Linked DNA regions of Mus musculus: region 1 is linked to region 2. A link is a contact called in public Hi-C data. All regions are on one chromosome and are shown on one strand. Each heading gives the region's core, a stretch centred on a gene start, on an enhancer-like site or on the middle of the called end of the contact. The rest is flanking DNA. Distances are from core to core; before and after follow the strand shown.

What was found. Hi-C and Micro-C count contacts between places; a contact is called where the count stands out from the background.
Region 1: a contact with region 2 is called in a Hi-C map of cerebral cortex, with 4 times the contacts expected there. The contact joins two enhancer-like sites. A contact is called at or near these places in 1 of 39 promoter capture datasets (cranial neural crest), 2 of 484 Hi-C or Micro-C datasets (cerebral cortex and myocytes), 3 of 115 datasets of contacts at active chromatin or transcription factors (embryonic stem cells and stem cell-derived neural progenitor cells) and 1 of 9 other capture datasets (embryonic stem cells).

Annotation. Positions count from the first base shown.
Region 1 is chr1:57,630,232-57,635,582 of GRCm38.p6, reverse strand. No RefSeq gene overlaps it. Among named protein-coding and RNA genes, the nearest start is that of Spats2l, 140 kb to the left of the region's middle. Within about 2 kb of position 1,327, at least 7 of the 459 cell types and tissues checked have an H3K27ac peak or open chromatin away from gene starts, as enhancers often do. A contact at or near this core is called in cerebral cortex, where this site is marked.
Region 2 is chr1:57,424,183-57,430,050 of GRCm38.p6, reverse strand. No RefSeq gene overlaps it. Among named protein-coding and RNA genes, the nearest start is that of Gm22371, 4.7 kb to the right of the region's middle. Within about 2 kb of position 1,545, at least 80 of the 459 cell types and tissues checked have an H3K27ac peak or open chromatin away from gene starts, as enhancers often do. A contact at or near this core is called in cerebral cortex, where this site is marked.

The DNA.
Region 1 (5,351 bases), core at 78-2,577, 210 kb before region 2:
TTCATGAAGTCTTCTAAAGTAATTGTGTATCAGTGGCTGAGTATTGTGAAGGGTAAAGAAAAGAGACATCTACAATAACTCTCACCAAAAGTCCTACCTAACATATTAGATTTTTTTCTCAGAAAGAAAATTCTCACAGGTAATTGCTCTAATGTCTATTATGTGCCAAAATTCTATGTAAATCAGTGTGCAATAACTATTTTTTTCTCTAGCTGTGTCTGTAGGACTATAATGATATGAAGGCAGAGGAGAAATACTTTGCAAGGCTCCTTGGCAGCTGAGGAAGAAATTCTAACACCACAACAGAAGGAAAATAAATTTTAAGATGGAAGAAAGTGACTAAAATTAGCATTCTTATTCAACAGGTGAACCTTGTTTCTAGATGTTATCTTTACGAATCCTCCAGCTGAGCCTGAGCTCCATCCATTCTGATACATCCTTGATAGGATGAGCCCTGGGTGAATTTACTTTCCTCATAGCACAGTCTGTCATGGTAGGGAAGGTATGGTGGTGGGAATGGAAGGTCAGGAAACAGAGAGATGGAAGCTAGCTCTCAGCTCTCTTCTTTTCTATTCAGTCCAGAGCCTCATCCCATAGGACAAGGCCATCCAGGTTTGGGGTGTATCTTCCCTGTTTTCTTAAACCTTTCTGGAAATACTCTCACAGGCACACCATGTTAACAATAAAGTTTCTATAAGTTTGCAATGAAGATGAAGCATCACATTATGCTTCTGGGGATCAAACCAGACTTGGGAGGCTTCCACTGTGAACATGGCTGCCCCATACATCAGGCTAGAGCCAGAAATTAGAGGGAGTTAAGCAGAGTTCTCATTCCCAAGCAGTTCCCTAGGGGAGGAGAAAGCCTTGTAAACAGTCATGACTTGGCTGGAGAGACAACCTCATTAAGGTATGATGCTGTGAAGATGCATGGCAGATACCACATGGTCAATACATGGAAGGTGAGCCTGAGATGGCACTGCTGTTCTGTGTCAGCATCTTCAAGATGGAAATGGAATGAAGAGGTTTCTATAGCAATGGAAGCGTGATCATGTGGAGGCTGCTCCAGAGAGAACAAGAAGCTGCTGTGGGGAGCTGTGGGAGATGAAGCCAAGCAGTAGCCATTCTGGAAAAGTTCTTGACAACATGGGGGTGGGGTGGAGGCTGGATGCCTCCTGTGGGCCACAGGTAACACAGGACTGTGTCCCAGACTAGTCACTTTGGGCTGACTTCTCTGGAGTGGGTGGGGTGAGGTACTGATATCTCAAAGCAGCCTTTCCTATGAGATCCCTACATACAGCCAGCCATCTCTGGCACTTTGTGGTCTTCTTTCCACTTGTTCTACACCCAGACTGCTGCAGCCAGCTGGAGTGGGTGGGGGAGTCAGTACAAACAACCCTTGATGCCAGCATTTTACCTCCAGCCTACGAGTTCCCAGGAAAGAGCTTCTAGCAGCTGCTAGTGCTTCCCAAGGGAGCCTGGGCAGTTGTCTTTTTTTTTTTTTTTTTTTTTTTTTTTTTTTTTTTTGGCATGTGGTGAAAGACCTAGTGGAGTCTTGCCATGCCAACCCACCAGTGTAATGGTTTCCTAGAGAAAACCTAAGTAGACTGGAGGACTACTGCAAGAGAGCCCTGTTCCCCCCCCCCCGCCCCCCCGCCCATACACACACACATACTCAGGACCCATTTCTGGTTAGTTGAAGCCTATCACTGTCAGAGATGAAACACTGAATTCACACAAGCCTGGAGGAACCGACCTAGAAAAGAAATGAGTTTCAGTGTCATTGAATAATGTCCTTTTCTTTTCTGTGTAAAGCAAGAATTTGAATTTTGAAGGCCGAGATCAGTGAAGTCAACAGGAAAGGAAAATTGCCAATATATGGCAAACATTGTGCTAAATGAGTTAGAGATTATATAAACTAGTTCTTCACAAACTAGACAAGATAAAGCCCTGACTTTTTCCAAGACAAAGCTCCAAGACTCAGAGATGTTGGATCCATTGCTTAGAGTGAGTAGGATTTAGGATCCCAGAGTTGGCATGGCCCCAGGAGAAAATGAAGGGGTTGGGGGGTCTTAAGATATGGTTCTTCAACTAAATATTGTCAACTTGACAGGGTCTAGAATCAACTAGAAGACATGGGCATGCTTGTTTGGGGTTATCTAGTTAACTTCTGGGAATGTCTGGAAAGGGTCATCTTGAGGGAGTAAAACCTACCCCCCCCCCAAATGTGGATCACAATATTCTACAGGTCAGAATTCTGAACTCAATGAAAAGGGTACCGATGGCCAACCAGAAGCATCCATCTTCCTCTGGTTCAAAGGTGGATATAACTTGACCAGCCGGCTTTAAGCTCTTGTTACTGAGTTTCTCAAGATCTCAGATGCTTGACCAGGTAGGGAGAATCCGGGAATCCAGGACCAACAGCAAACTTTTTTTCCTGAACCTTAATCCCACACAACAAATATACAAATGGATGTTATCCCCAAATCACAACAACTGCCAATTTAAAAATATTTAAACCACCCTCCTCACCCAAAATTCTAATCACCAACTAATGTCAGCTGAGGATTTTTTGCCTCAATTGGTACTATCTCAGAAGTCTGCATGCTTAGAGAGTTCCAGAATCTATGCTGAGGCAAAAGCCTTCTGCTTATGTTAGCGCTGCTGATCACATCAGCTACGCAGGTGGCGCTGATCACATGGAGCAGGTAAGGCTATCTTCCTCCTGGCCAGCAGTCTCATATTGTTTCCTCCTACCTCTGGGGAAATTTCTCGGAACAAAACATAAAACTCACTCAGTCTAATGTGCAAATAGCTAACGATGCTTAAAGTGATATTTCTCTTAGGAGTATTTTCATGTTAACATTTTAAGCAAGATAAATTAAGCTTTATTAGAGAAACAGCAGGCTTTGTTTCAAGGTAGAACACCTTTAAGGGTAAACAGAACATTATTAGTGTTTCTTAAATCACACTATACAAGTAGTTCTTTAATTTTTCAGCTAGATAAAGTCCTTTCTGTTTTGTTTTGTTTTTAATAATCAAACCAATTCTAAATGAATATAAGTTCATTAAGTTGAATAGACTTTGGGTCTTGTTAGTTTGGGTATGTAATATTTTATTTGTAAAGTTTCTCTTTTAAATAATAAAGGTTATAAAAAGGAAAGAAACCAACTAAACAGTCCCTCAATATATCTGTCCAGACAATGGAATAGTATTCAGCCCTTAAAAGAGATGAGATATCAAACCATGAGGAGAACCTTGAATAAATATTATGACATTGGAGGAAGAGGCTACATATTACTTGCAGAAATGCTAACAATTTGGAGAAAGTAAAACTAAAAATATCCATCGGTATTTTCCATGGTTGTGGGTGGGTAAGATAGAAGGAGCACAGGATTTTTACTGAAGTGAAACTACCATGTATAGCATTGGAATGATACATGCATCATTACAAGTTTGTGCAGAATTAAGAATGTATAGGGTACCATTCTGAAAGGGGATATTGACTATTCGGAGGCTAGCATGTGCAGGGGTGGGGGTGGGGGTGTATGTGAAATACTTGAACATTCAGTTCAGTCATGCTATGAGTCTGTAACTTCTCTTAAATATTGTATGTGGTGTGTGCGTGTATATGTGTTTTAAATAACTACAATCGGTTAAAGTAAATCGAAATTTCTGTGTGGATGGCAATAATGAGTTAAAATGCGTTGAATGTTCACTAAAAACTAGGCACTCACATTTGAAAGTAATTTCATACTTCATCTCCTTTATGAGTTGGGTATTATTATCATGTCAAGTTCATGTACAAGAATCCAAGTTTATAGATTCCCAGTTAGTTGCCAAGGAAGCTTGTAGCATGCTCACTTTACAGCTAAGAAAACTGAGGCTTAGAGACAGACACAGCAAGTCTTAGATACTCTCCATGTACCCCTACCCCCACCCCGCAATACAGTTCTCTTTGTAGCTCACAGAGAAAGCAATATTTGCCTATTTAAATTCATTTTGTTGTGAGATTCTGATTTTTATGTAATGTTTAGCAAAAAGCTAAGTCTTTACATCTGAAACGAGTATAAACAAGTCCAATTTGGCTCACATCACAGAACAAGACTGATAAGGGCAGTCTCCTGTGAGGCTCATTTGTGGACACACATGACTATATTGTTTCTTAAGTGGACATGGAAACCACAGTGATTATGATCTTTTGAAAAATTCATGGTTGAAACAGATCCAATTTAATTATGAGATTGCCTTACGAGGTTGTTTGCACAATTCATCAAGGGAAGGAAGGGACAGAGGTCATGGAATTCACACGCACACGAGCATATGCATCAGGGTCTCTCTCACACACACATGGCCTCATATCTGGCTTGATTCAGAATCAGGAAATTTATAGTTAAAATACAAACCAGTTTTATTTGTGTAGACTGTCAGAGAAGCAGAGCCAGGGGATGTTCAGTTAAGAGCTAAATGGTGACAGTGCCTGAACCTCGAGTGTGTATAATGAAGATCCCATATCTTCCCACTTCATATGGGACAAGTGCTTCAGGAGGAGAGATGGGCTACATGCAGAGTTGGGCTACATGCTTGCTCTGATAATGGCAATGATATTTTTGAATAATGCCTAAAAGAAAGTGAAAAATTATTATTTTATCATGGTTATGAGGAAAACCTTTGATATTCTTTGGTGAACCATATACGTGGCTTGTGTGTGTGTGTGTGTGCACGTAGAGGGGACAATACATATGCCTGCATATGCATATAGAGACCAAGAGTGTCCAGCTCTCTACCTTCTCTCTTTGATACAGATCTCTTGATGGAACCTCCCATAGCCTGGTGTAGTGGCTTGAATAAGAATGGCCCTCATGGATTTGTATGTTCGAATGTGTGGTTCCCAGTTAGTGGAACTGTTTGGGAAGGATTAGGAGGTATATGGCCTTGTTAGAGGTGTGTCACTGTGGGTGGGTTGTCAGATTTCAAAAGCTCATCCCAGGCCCAGTGTAACAAATTCTCTCTCTGCCTGAAACTTGAGGATTAGATATGATCTCTTAGCTACTGCTCTGGTGCCAAATCTGGGACCTGCCACCATGCTCCCCACCATGATGGTCACAGATCAACACTTTGGAACTGTAAGCAAGCCTGCAGTTTATATTTAGCTTTATAACTTGCCTTGGTCATGGTGTTTTGTCATGGCGATAGAAGAGTAACTAAGATACCTGGCCCCAGTGGCTTTCCTTAACTGCAGAGGAAGATTCCAACTCTTTTATTAACCCACAGTCCACATGTCTCTTAGTGCTACTGTCTTCCAAGCTCCTGCTAGGATGGCCCATTAAGTCCTGCTTACAATTTTCAAACTA
Region 2 (5,868 bases), core at 296-2,795:
GACGCTTCGAGGGAACGCAGGGCTTCTTGCCGAAAAGGAAGTAATTGTCGACGGGGATCCCTGAGCCCTGGCAATAAATCAAGCGGAACAAAGATGTGAAAGCAGCTGGAAGAGCGGGTGCCTCTTCCTTCCCTAGGCAGGGATGGCAGGCATCCTAGACACTGAAGCTTTTGTTAGTAATGTGATCTGAATACGCCAAAATCTCACCCTGAGGTTAAAGTGTACTCTGCCAGGCGTCGCTGCAAACAGTTTCATACAGATATGGCACACATCTTTGGAAAAGATGGAAGGATAAGAGTAAAGTCACAGCTACTGAGTACAAAAAAGAAAAAAAAAATCTTTTGATCCTCTTTTTTCTAGAGACTGTTCTGGTAGCCTTGTCACTGGATGCTCTTGGTACTGGTTTTAAATTATGGACCTATTGACAGAGTGGTGAAGTCTGTAGATTTCTCATCATTAAAAAAAATGCTTTAAAGTAAATACACTTAAAACTAAATAAAACCGTCTATAACAACTCAAAGCAAGCCAGTGGTATCAAAAGGTAGGTATTAAAATGTCAAAACAAAACCAACAGATATGTGATATGGTTCTATGTGTACTTCTATATTAATGTGCTAAATAACAAGAGCTAGCAGCAGGTTCCACAGTTACTGCAGTTTTAAAGCAATGAAGAGTGTGAGCAGTGTTTCTAGCTGTCCCGAGTGGGAGCTGCAAATTATCTTTGACTTGCGTTCACAATTGAATCAAAACTCTCCATTTCAGCTGGAGATGGATAAAAACCAACACGGGGTTTGCCCCCATTCCAGTTCTCGGAATTCTATCTGCCAAGATTTGTGCCCCGTCCCAATTTAAAGGCTACACCATGTAAACCTCACAGGCACCCAGTTTTTGGTGGGGTTCTGCCAGACAGAGGAGTACCGACCATTATGTTAGCAAAGGCTGCCGCCTGCTGGCCAAAACATTCAGACTGTTCACTTAATTGGCTGTGTTAGAAAACAATGGGGCAAGCTATTAATTCACTGACTCGCATCTAGAAATGGAGCAGGAGGCTACTTGTCAACCCAGCCCCATGGCATCCAATCAGTGCAGATTTAAAAGCCCCCTTTGGCTTAGCTGGCAAGTGCTGATGGCTGGTACTGTTGGTCATTAGCAATGTGGGACAAGACGCCAGCATGGCAGGCTGTTTCTAGGGAGATTGCTCTGCTCAATTCTGATCTGTGAAAGTACAGATCGCTTAAAGGTTAGATTTCCCAGTGGGCTTGTCTGACCAAGGTGTTCAGGATCTACTTTCAGTGCTAAGGGCATGGGGCTATATGGAGAGGAAGGAAAAGGAATTCAGAGCGACCCGTGTGCCAGAAACCAGCTAAGTACTTTCACGTATGCGGCTGCATTTAATTTCTAAGAGAATCCTGTTACTGTTATGATGAGGACTGAAAACAGTCACTAAGGCTTAGAAAGGAAAGTTGGCACCATCACTCGGAACGCATGCACCGCTTGGGAGCTCGCTTGCTTCCCAGTCTCTGCTCTAGTGGGTAGGTAGGCAAAGATTCTCACAGCAGTGCCTACTCCTGTTTGCCCAGTGTTCTGCAGCCTAGATTTTACCAATGGCACAAACCCAGACAAGTTTGTAAATCATTCCATGCCCCCATTCCCCTGTCTGTAAAATGAAGATAATGATAACCCCTCTTTAAGGTGGAAGTCTTGTTGGAAATATTGAGTGTGAGTCCCTAGGGCACTGTAGGCAATAGATAAATGACAACTACTATTAGTATAAGACAATTTTGCTTCATAGTGTTGGGAAAAGTATAACCTCTATGTCACACAAAGGAACACACGAAGAGTAATTCAGCAAAGTAATTTCTTTTTTCTTCTTTCTTTCTTTTAAATGGTGTGCCAGAATTCCAACACAGCTAACCAACACATTCAGCCAGAATATTCTGGCTTCTGTCTTTTATCCCTGACATAGGTGGTGACTGTGTCTCGTCACATTGGTGGGCCCTGGGCTTCACTGAAGGGACTCTAGCCAGCTCTAGAATGTAGGGCATGGCTCTGGCAGGTCTTACCCTTCTCCCCCATTCCCTCTGCCTTGCTAAAAAAATAAAATAAAATAAAATAAAAATAAATTACATTCCTAAAGCTAGCCATCAAGGTTCGTTCTTTTGGCCACTTACTTCTGAGGCTGACTACCAAGGTCCAGCTATCAAAGTATTATAGTTCAGCAATCAGAGCCCTCTTTGGCTCACCTAATTAACATGTCCAATTAAAATTAACCACATCCTCCTAACTTGGGGTTCCCTCTTTACCTTTGTAATCTGCCATTTGTCCCCTCTTTAGCTAGAGGCGGACTTTTGTTCCCCTTGGACAAATGCCCCTCCCCTCGTGTTCCTTTCTCCTTTCTCCCTTGTCCCCTTCCTCTTCTTCCTCTACCTCCTGTCTTTGTCCCTTACCCCTGCCCTCTGTCCCTCCTTTGTTCTGAGAACTTGATCTTGGATGTTCTGGGCAGATACTTTTCCTTTCACGTGACAGTCAGGAACGATTGGTCAGTTGCTGTAAGGAGGAAGGAGATGGGGTTGAGGAAATGGGGGCTTTTGTTGGGGCTGACAAGCTTTGATAAATTAAGTGTTTCTCACATTAACAGTTACAACAGCAGCTAAGTGTTCAGATGAGTACTTAACATTTAGCACTGTCTGGACGTTTTGGTTGTCTCTATAGAGGTGTCTAATGGTCAAAGGCTAGAAAACTATTAAATATTCTACACTGCACAGGACAGCTCTTCCAGAAACCATCAGAAAAGAATTATGTATTGGGGGCTGGAGAGATGGCTCAGAGGTTAATGGCTGCTTTTCCAGAGGTCCTGGGTTCAATTCTCAGCAAACACATGGTGGCTCACAGCCATCTGTAATGAAACCTAATGTCCTCTTCTGGCCTGCAGGAATACATGCAGGCAGATGTTTTATACATAATAAGTAAGTAAGTAAATAAATAAATAAATAAATAAATAAATCTTAAAATAAAAAGAATTATGTATTCTCAAATGTCAGTAGTCTAACATTTAGCTAACCCTGTCCTGAATGGAGCTCAGTCAAGCAGAATGTATACAGTGGGGTGCTAGAGAGAAACTCTAATGCGTACAGGGCAGACAAGGATTGAGAGATAACAAGGACTGACAGGTGGACATTCTTGTACATATTAGGGTTGAGAGAGGGGCTGGTATTGCTTTTACTTAGGTGTCCAGGAAGGTCTTCTCAGAAGTGGTGGAGTTCACAAAGTGACTGCCCTTGCTGGCTTGGACAAAGGACACAACGAGGCAGCATAGTTCCAGTCAATGAGCCCAATAGGGACCTAATTATGACTGAGGCCCAGACAGAGGGAGAGGAGAAGTCAAAGACAATTCCAGCAAGGCCTTATGAGACAGCCTCCACCAGACAGTGCTTCTGCTTCACATGGTCCCAAAGACAAAACCTGCCTCCAAGTACCAAATGAACTAAAATACCTAGACTTGACATCATTTTAAACTTTTTTTTTTTTTTGGATTTTCGAGACAAGGTTTCTCTGTATAGTCCTGGCTGTCCTGGAGCTCACTTTGTAGACCAGGCTGGCCTCGAACTCAGAAATCCGCCTGCCTCTGCCTCCCGAGTGCTGGAATTAAAGGCGTGCGCCACCACGCCTGGCTTAAACTTTTTGTTTTCATTTTGGTTGGCTGTTGTTTGCTTTAAAAGGCAATAATCAAAAATCTCTTCCTTGGCAATGAACTGATTGACAAGGTCAGTTATTGGACTTGATTCCATCTGGTTTGAGATGAAATCGCAGTGTTACCGTTGTCTGGGAGGGGGCTATCCCGATGTTGTAGGATAAGAAGGATGTCAAAAGAGGGCCAGGCACAACAGGGCAGTCTTGCCCTGTGAAAGCTTCCCAGCTCTCACAGTTGGATGCAACACTGCAGTGTACATGGGAGACTCAGCGAGGCCAGGACGGGAGCTGGAGTGAAGGGCAGGCCAGGTGTGATTGAGACCAACACAGCCGTGCCCGTGGCTGAGCTGCAGTACAGAGACAGCCTGCTATCCTGTCACAAATACCTAAAATAAAAGGAAAGAAAAACTTTGGTTCATAATTATGGAGGTTTCTGACTTGTCGGCTGCTCATTCTTGTTGGCTCACAAAAAAGTGAGAGTCCCAGTTTGCTAAGCTAGTAAATGATACCAGATTGTCCAATACACCAAAGAATGAGGTTCCCTTGTCTGAAGATGGAATGAACACCACCCAGGCTTCTCCAGCAAGGAGGTGCTCCGGGTGGAAACAGCAGAATAAGAACCCTCAGAGATCTGCCTGTGACACTGAGGACAATATTTAAACAGTTCTGGAAAGAAGAGGCTCTCCTTGGGCACTCTACTTTGTTGTACTTTTACAAATGACTTGGCTATATTCAGGACTCTTTCCAGACTCTTGCTGGAAGAAATCAGGGGATCTTTGTAGGCTGCTCTTAGTGAAGCCAGAGAGGCGAGAGGCAAGCCTGCCAGACAGATGTTGGGATCCATCCACACTGGCTCATGATTCAAATAGCCCAAGTGTTAACTGCCTATGTCAGATATCCTATCTCTCATTTCTTTTTCTTTCTCTCTCTCTCTCTCTCTCTTTCTTTCTTTCTTTCTTTCTTTCTTTCTTTCTTTCTTTCTTTCTTTCCTTTTGGGTGGTGGTAGTGCATTTGGGGTAACCAAATGTACAGTACTAAAAAAAAAAAAAAACCTGCATTTCTCATAACAAACAGAATTGTCTGATGTATGGCTAATCCCTAGTCAGGAAGATTAAGTATGTTTTGAGGGGTGGTCTCAAGACAACATCTAATAAAGCAGTTTGTACACATGCCCTTTCCCCTCTCCTTCCTTGCCTCTGTTCTTTCCCCCGACTATGGAGTTCTGTCTGCGACTTTGTACAGTGAGAACAGGGTTCTGACCCTAACAAAGGCCGCCATGACTAGAGGGATACAGGGTCCCTGCAGACTTTGTGATTTGATACACCAGACCAACACATCTCCACTTTGGGCTTGCCCTCGTACCAGAGACTGACATCTGTTACTTAAGCCACCATTTTGTGTGTGCCTGTGGTGGTAGTGGTGCTTTGAAATCAGGCCTTGTTGTGTAGTCCTGACTGGCCTCCACTTCCTTATGTAACTCAGTCTGACCTTGAGGTCATAACAATCCTCTTGCCTCAGCCTCCTACAGGCTGCGATTCCAGGAAACGAGCTACCTATCCCAGATGTACTTGCCAGTCTTAAAAACTCCAGTTTCATGCAGTCACAACTCACAACAATTATTTCTACATCCTGCCCATATCGTGAGATTAAGTGACCAATAAATAATTTATAGTCAGATTAACATGATGTAATGTGTTATATGAACACTTTTGGCATCGTTTGGCACTCCCTTGGTGTAAAGGTGTTTTATTTACCTGAGCAGATCTCAACAGACAGGACTGGGATTCAAGTTGTCTTTGGCCTTGTCTTCAAAGCTTCAGAGTCCTGTAGTGCCCACAAGTTACCTGCTGGCATTACCTCCCAGATCTGGAAATAGCTCCTTTTGTTCCTGAGCCTCCTGTTACCACCAGTACAGCAGTAGCTTCCCAGGAATGTGATAAATTGTTCTTCTTTGATCCTCATAGTTGGTGGGGCTGTGCCCGAGTCACTGAACTTTATCACTGTCCAGGTCAACACCTAAGTGCTCATGTGAAACATTTTGGAGTTGTATGTTTTGTTTACTGTAGTGCCATGGGCTAACTGTCACTAGCCTGTGTCTGCTACCTACTCCTGTACATGGGTCCAGGTGTGTCTTCCCAAACATACACTCCAGAGCCCCAAATAAGCACGCACTTTTGT